Linked DNA regions of Mus musculus: region 2 is linked to region 1. A link is a contact called in public Hi-C data. All regions are on one chromosome and are shown on one strand. The core of a region is the stretch at or near the end of the contact, and the rest is flanking DNA. Distances in the headings are between cores, read along the strand shown.

The links. A called contact is a pair of places that touch in the nucleus more often than the background predicts.
Region 2: a Hi-C map of bone marrow-derived macrophages shows a contact between it and region 1, with 39 read pairs. The contact joins two enhancer-like sites. A contact is called at or near these places in 13 of 39 promoter capture datasets (the 3T3-L1 cell line, 3T3-L1-derived adipocytes, cranial neural crest and 7 more), 1 of 15 datasets of contacts at CTCF or cohesin (CD8 T cells), 24 of 484 Hi-C or Micro-C datasets (the 3T3-L1 cell line, 3T3-L1-derived adipocytes, the CH12 cell line and 18 more), 7 of 115 datasets of contacts at active chromatin or transcription factors (bone marrow-derived macrophages, embryonic basal ganglia, embryonic hindbrain and 3 more) and 3 of 9 other capture datasets (adipose tissue, embryonic stem cells and liver).

What each region holds. Positions count from the first base shown.
Region 1 is chr12:33,044,369-33,048,080 of GRCm38.p6, forward strand. It overlaps Cdhr3 (cadherin-related family member 3), which reads right to left. Exons shown (of 20, transcript NM_001024478.1): 13 at 2,265-2,436; 14 at 631-875. Gm40874 (a long non-coding RNA gene) reads left to right here. Exons shown (of 4, transcript XR_872668.3): 4 at 296-916. Among named protein-coding and RNA genes, the nearest start is that of Cdhr3, 47 kb to the right of the region's middle. Within about 2 kb of position 1,498, at least 65 of the 459 cell types and tissues checked have an H3K27ac peak or open chromatin away from gene starts, as enhancers often do. A contact at or near this core is called in bone marrow-derived macrophages, where this site is marked.
Region 2 is chr12:33,123,473-33,127,353 of GRCm38.p6, forward strand. All of the region lies in intron 4 of F730043M19Rik (RIKEN cDNA F730043M19 gene), which reads right to left. Among named protein-coding and RNA genes, the nearest start is that of Atxn7l1, 22 kb to the right of the region's middle. Within about 2 kb of position 2,234, at least 11 of the 459 cell types and tissues checked have an H3K27ac peak or open chromatin away from gene starts, as enhancers often do. A contact at or near this core is called in bone marrow-derived macrophages, where this site is marked.

The DNA.
Region 1 (3,712 bases), core at 248-2,747:
AGGGGAAGGGGAGAAGGAAAAGGATGGGGGGGATACAGGAGGAGGAAAAAAATGCACCCTCTCTGTCCTGATGCCCTCCCTTGCTACAGGCCCATTCAAATTCTATGAGTGAAAGTAACATTTTCTAATTTAAGTTCCTCACCTCTCCTTACCCCCCTACACTGTGAGAGCGTTCCCACAGTGGTGCAGTCTACCACAGTGGACAACCTTTGCTCTGAAACATATCCTCACATAGAAACATGCTTCTTCCTCTTTTGCTTTTTCTTGCCCACCCCTCTCTTTATTTTCTTTTTAGGTATCTTTGACTATCCTGAAACTTCCTCTGAAGCCCAGGCAGGTTCAAACTCACAGAGATCCACCCACCTCTGCTTCCTGAGGGCTAAGGTTAAAGGCGTGTGCCACCACCACAGCTCACATTTTTCTTTCCTGTGAGAAGTCAGTGGCTCTGAGTCCGAGCTCTTACACAGATTCCCATCAGCTAATCCATGGCCCTTCCAAACACATGCCTCAACGTTTTGTTTGTTTGTCTTGTTTTGTTTTTCTGTCTGCCTCACGCTTCTGGGTCAAAGGGTTCCACTGCTATACATCCTAAGGACTTTTGGCTGCAGATTCCAGGTCCCAGATCCTTACCCTGGGAGTTGTGATGGTTGTGGTTGGGTGAGGAATGACTTTAACACTCAGAGTCACTGTCCCTGTTTCAACAAGAGCCTTGGCTTTTGTGCTGCCAGACAGCAAGTTGTCATCAGTAATGTGGACAAGCAGCTGGTAGTCCCAGACGGTATCGAGGCTGCTGTAGTCAAAGCGGGAAGCCAGCAGCAGGCGCGTGATGTTGGAGCCGGCATTGGGAGAGAAGGTGAAATGATTGTTGATGTTGCCTAAAAGAGATTTGACCCATGAATGTTGGTAAAAGAGTAGAAAAGAGGATAAAATAAAGATACAGAAGAAAACTGCATTTGTTTTTATTCCCTTAAATGTCTACACTTTAATTTTTTTATATATGTAGCAGGGTTGGGTCTGTGATACCCTGCAAGTGAGGATATATTGGATAAGAGGCCACAGTGCCCCTATCTTAGAGCCTCCAGGGAGAGAGTTAATTATCCTGGTGTGTGGGCAGCAAGACAGCAGATTGAGCCATACCCCTAACCATGGACCATGCTCGCCTTATGCCTGTGTGGAGCCTGTCTGGCCATCCTGGTGTCAAGGGTCCTGAAGTCCTCTAAAGGAAAGCACCTCCTGATATCACAAGGAGTCAGGTCCAGGTTCTTGTGAATTCACCCCACCTGCTTCCTACACACACGTACACACGCATGCACTCGCGTGCGCGTGCACACACACACACTCACACACACACACACACATGCACACAGCTCTGTTGGGACCCACAACTTGAAGGTGCCCAGGGCAAGAAGAACGCCAGCCCAAGCATGGCTCTTGCTCATCCTCCAGTGTCTCCAGAGTCATTACAGGCTGAAAAATCAGGAAATGGAGCAGATGATGCAATTTTTACTTCCTCAGCAGCGCAAGGCTCGGTAAAGTCCTCGGGACACTCAGTGTGGATTAGCTCCACCCTCAGCAGGCAGCTGAGGTCTCCAGGCGCTGTCTGCCCCTGGGTTTTGTGGCACACCAGGCTCAGAGGTTTCCCACTGCTTTGCCAGGCTCAGCGGGCGGCAGAGGCGGATTTTGAGTCTTTCATGTGGAATTGCTCTGCTTATTGGGGTTTAAATCTCTGGCCCCGGCACTTCATTAGAGGAGCTATTTTGGTCTCATTTCCATTGAGGGGTGCTCTTCCCCCCCTCCTTCCCATGGTGGCATATTTTTAAAGAGAGAGAATGAATGGAGTGGAGAAGTGTTGCTGAGGACATGTTTCAGAACGCATTTAATCTATTTAATCTATTCTTATCCCCAGAGAGGCCTGGGAGTCCCTTCCCCCCACAGCACTTTTCCAGGAAAAGAGGTAGCTGAAGAGAGGAAATAAAAAAATATTATATTCAATATATTCTGGGAATTTGGGGAGAGCATTCTATTAAAAGGATTCATCCTTCCTGGGGCTTTGCAACACCGTGTGGGGGTGAGTCTGGTTGTGGAATATCCGGATAGACTAGATGAGACAGAGAAGCTGACAGCGCTGGGAAGCACAGGGAAGCTTGGATTCTTCATGTAAAATATGCCCTCCCCAGCACTGTGCCCACCGCAGTGTATAATCTAAGACCCGCTGCCTTGTTCCTTCCCGAATGGCCCAGGATTGTTGATACTGAGCCCAGTACCTGAGCCAATGGAGTATCGAAAAGAACTGGGGCTAGAATCAAGGTCAGTGCACGTCAGCTTGAAATTCTGAATGTTTGTGCCAACTTTTAGATCCACTGGGATGGCCATGAAGTAAAAATTTGGAGTACATACTGGCTTTTCATCATTTTCTCCAAGGATGTTCACAGTAACCTAGAACAGCAGGAAGGTGGTTTAGAATATTATTACATGCTAGTCGGTGTGTGTAGAGATAGGGGTGCAGAGGTCAACTTGTGGTTGGACATTCTTTCCTATCACGATGTGGCCCCCAGTGATCAAACTCAAGTTTTCAGGCTTGGCAGCAATCACCTTTATTTGCTGAGCCGTTTCATCAGCCCAAGCCTTAAGAGCTAAAATGCATCGAGCATTCACTGCGTGGGATATGGAATTTGCATGAATTCATTGATTTAACCTCATGTGTTAGAGAGAACATGATAGCTCTTGTCTACAGATGAGAAAAAAGGGAACTCAGAGACAGTAAGTAATTGACAAAGAACCATTCAAATAAATAGTGAGAGGCTGAGCTAAGATTTTAGTGTGGTTTTGTCTTGATTCAAATCCTTTGCTGTTAGCTTCTTTGCTGCGTATATGCATGTGCAGCTCTCTCTCTGTGGGTCCCTGGAGGGTGGGGCCCAGGCAGTATCTGTTATGTTCTGCAGTTGACTGTGCCACGCAGCCTGGCCTCCTGCTTTTGCCACGGTCTCACCTGCAGCCTGGGCTGACAGACCTACACTGAGTCCCCAGCTGGCATGCCACAAGCAGGCATGTAGATCTCTCATTGCTGGGCCTCAGGTCTGGTGAACTGACTGGAACACCGGCCAGCAGAGGACCCCACATTTTCAGTCCTATGTGATCATTTTGGCTCATCATGCTATTTAAAGGCTTATGAATTTTGAGTCATATTCATTCTCCTTTTGAAATGGAGGGATTTCAGCTATTTCTAATACTGGGAGTAAATTGAAATATTCACTCTAGTTAGCTTCCAGACTGGAGTCCATACATTTCTGTCTTTAAAAAAAAGAAACACAGGCACCCTAGCAAACACAGCAATCAATTCCAACTTTCCCTGGATAGGAATATTGAGCCTCCTGAATCTCTGAGCACACCATCCCATTAACTCAACACAGGTCGCCAGAGGAACCGAACTACCCGGCCCTCATTACTCACATGACTTTCCATAGAAATAGGGTCACAGAGATAAATCTTGTCCATACCCTCTCAGAAAATTGGGAGCATGACTAAGGAATGAATTCACCCTCCTCGATGCAAGCCCATTGCTGTCCCTCCCACACAGGCTGCCAGCTAGGTTGCCCCCCACATACCTTTTCCCTTCACTAATGGATCTTTATGGCCATCACATAGCTCTTAGATCACCCTAACAATCATCCCACAGACACACCAGGGACTCACGGGGTGCTTGTGGGAGGCA
Region 2 (3,881 bases), core at 984-3,483, 80 kb after region 1:
CCCTTCCTGGGTTGTTTTGTCAGGACATTTTTATCACAGCAACATGAAACAAAACCTAGGCACACAAGCACATACACACATGCACATGTATGGCACACACACATGCCATACACACACACTTTCCAAGAAAGAGCACACAGCTGACTTGAAACCAGGTCATGTTGCCAGCCATGAACCAGTGAAACAGCTCCAGCCTAGACTTTTATCTCACAATCAGATCGATCTGGGTAGTTATTAATGATAGCTGATACTCAGGGGAATGCAAGAGAATAAAATACATTTCTAGGTTTCAACTAGTTTTGACTGTGCCTGAAACGGAGTACTCACCATATTGAGTGCTATCTGCTATTGTTATCACACATGCAAGGTACTTAGAGTGACTGGCAATTGAAGTGAGCTATTATCCCCACCCCATTACCGGGACAGGTGGGCATCCCGAGAAACCTTGATTTCCTGAGGGATTTCACGAGTAGCACTCTGCAAGAGAAACTGAGGGCAGACCCTGACAGCTCCTCCACCCTTGCTGCTGCAGGGTGTGTCAGAAGGAGGCAGAGAGTGAACTCAAGTCTCCCTTGATCTAGCTCAGCTCGGGGAGGCATCTCACTCCTCAAGGCCGAGAGCCACAGCCTTGAGTTCCCCACCCGAATGTGTTCGGGCTCAACTCTGAGCATCACACAGAAGAAGGCAGGCTTTCTCTCGTCCATGCACGTGAGCAGTGGAAAAGCTCACGTGTGCTCTGGGAGGCCTCAACCCTGAGAGAGGATGCCCTTGCCCTCAGGTTTCCTCTTCCATTACCTGCTTTCCCCAATCTTTTTCTCTTACTTTCATGCCTTTGGGCACTGAAAATAACCTTGGCAGACAACAGAAGCAAGTTAGAAATTGACTCGGAGGCATTTACTAAACAAAACTTTGAGAAGGAGAGGAAAGGGCAGACACTGAAGCTGACAAAGCAAGATGGCAAGTCTAAGGCTCAGGGAAGAAGCAAACACAACAGAAAAAGAAGACCAGAGACAGGAGTCAAGAATGGGGAAATACTGTGTTGACAATTACTTACCCCTACCCAAGCAAGCATAGTGACGCTTTGTCTTAATCTTTGCACAAGTATAGGTACCTACAATGAGCCTGAAACTAAAGCTAACTGGTGTTTGGAATTTGTGCTGGCTTATGACTTAACACCTGGCATTGACTTATATGGAAAAGTTTAACAACCTAGGATTGTTCGGCTTATTGAAAAGGGTGCCGGAGTGGCAGGGGGACTCTTTGTTGACATCCCCCGTCCCCCTTTATTATCTTGTCAGCTCTCTGAATATTCTAGGCAACGGCTAGTGGAGTGGATTCCTCTGTTTAAATAGGTGCAGTCTCTACTATGCTCATCCAATCAACATTAGCATCTCTGACACCCCCTGCAATGATCGGTCCAGGGATGCAGTACAAAACCCTGTGTGGTGGTTTGAATATGCTGTGCCTGTGTGGTCTTATTGAAGGAGGTATAGCCTTGTAGGAAGAAGTGTGTCACTGTGGGGGTGGACTTTGAGGTTTTATATATATATATATATATGCTCAAGTCTGAGTAGAGAGAGTCTTCTCCTGGGGTCCTTCAGATAAAGATGTAGAACCTCAACTCCTCCTGCACCATGCCTGCCTGGATGCTGCCATGTTCCTGCTTTGATGATAGACTGAACTTCTGAACCTGTAAGCCAGCCCCAATTAAATGCTGTCTTTTATAACAGTTGCCTTAGTCATGGTATCTGTTCTCAGAAGTAAAACCCTAACTAAGACACTTGGTTTGAGCTTCTGCAGTCTTTGAGCCATATTTCTTTCTTTCTGTGATGATCCCCCCAAGGACTGCCACTGTCCCCTGGTCCCCAAAATAGAAGCATGTGGTTCTGTATGGCAGCAAATTATCCTTAGGAATAAGAATAACTGAATTCCTAAATATAGACACTGAAGTCCAACAAAACACACTCTACCCAGGCTCTCTTGTAAAGATCCTATGTGACTACATATCTGCCAACAAAATGTAGTAAAAAATGTTCTATGATGCGACCAACCGTAAAGATGAAGGGACACTCTTTCCTCTGCCCCTTCCTCCAGCCTAAAATGCAGGTGTTAGATGTAATGGCTGGAGCTCCAGAAGTCATTTGGACCTTGAGGTGACCTTAAAGAAAGAGCCATGCTCCAGGAAGTGGAGGATCATGCTAGACGTGAAGAGTGGCATCAGAGAATCAGCCCCAGACTCTCAAAGCTTCTCTTTTTTTGAGGAAGAAACAGACTTCTGTCTTGTGATAGCTCTTGTCACAAAGAGTTTCCCGTCACGGGGTAAAAAAATGTAACAGATGGACCCAGACGTCTGTTCACGACCATCTTGTACAGATAAGGGAGGCCAGACTTGGGAAGGAGCTCAAACCTTAGAAGCCGAGTTGAAACCAGGTCGGTGCCAGGCATAATGCTGTCTGTGGTCTCACCTCCATCGAGGATGAAGCAGCAAACTGCAGGAGTTCAGAACCAGCCTGAGCGATATATCAGGATCCTGGAGAAAGGGGGGATGAGGGGAAAAGAAGGAAGGAGAGGAGGAGGAGGAGGAAGAAGAGGAGGAGTGGGGGGAAGACCAGTGGATGAGATAAATGGGGTGCAGAGAAAGGGGAGCAGAAGCAGGGGAGGAGAGGAGCCAGGTCTTTTACTATATCCTAGGGCTTCTGAGTCAAGCTAAAGCTGGCCTGGTAAAACTTTCCAGTGACATGAACTGATACAAATTCACCATCATTTTTAAAGCTAGTTTTCATTGGCAATTTTGCTTATGAAAGACAGAATCCCACTCCCAGCAGAAGCCATGTGTCTTTAGGCCACACCTGGGTTCTTCTGGTTGGGGTGAGACTGAATAAGGATGGATGTTTTGATTTCCTAGCACTTCTTGAGTCCCTACTATGTGCCAGACAGTGGTCTGTGACTCATCTTGCAACAGTACTGAGCTGGCTGAAATTGGTTTGTGACTACTCTTATCACAGTGCTGAGTTGGCAGAAATTGTCACTCACCAGGCTAGAAACTAAGACTGAGAGATGCATTTCTGGAGACCATTTGTGGCAGTCTCACCAAGAAGAGTGTTTGCAGTCAGGTGGCTCAGAAATTCTTCCTGGCTAGAGACAGGGCTGTGTCCCTTGGCCCCTCTCACTCCTTTCTGTCCTTCAGAACTTCTTGAATGTCAAAAAGAATGCCATCTCTAGGGACCTTGATGACTTATGAGGCAGAGACTGGTGTTGGGAGCACAGCCTGGATGCCCGGTTCAGCTCTTGTTAGCTAAAGCTGATGCTGTCTTAAGAAATGGTTGCTTCTCTGCTGCTCAGCTCAGACTGAAGGCCGGGCACCACATTCTGCAGTGGCACCTTGCCTATTGATTCAGTGGATTGGTTGTGTCCAACTGCAGGTCTCTGAGCTTGTGCTGGGCTCTAGCACGCTGTTTTCCACCTACACATCGAAATAGCCCTGCCTGCATTACTTGGGGGCGGGGCGTGCCAGAGTGTCTTGTCCATTCACCCATGTGAGACTCAACTTCATGGGAAGTTACATGAAGCACACAGCTTAGAACTCCATGCTACTTAGAAATGGTTATGCCAGGCAAACGAAATAAAGATGATTCTTGCCACAGCCCACCTCATTTGGGTAAGTCATTTGCTATTTCACTAAGCCATGGAGGTGACGCCAGTGAACATGGATTCTGAAAGACTGTGTAATTACCAGTCATTGGTAGTCTTAGATCACCAGTAACATCCAGTCTTCCAGTGCAGGATCTGAATACACAGGCCAGGAGAGTTTTGCTTAAACTCTTCCTGAGTAAGACAACGTCCCAGTAGGGCAGGTCTCTGGACGGTTTGTCACACCTATG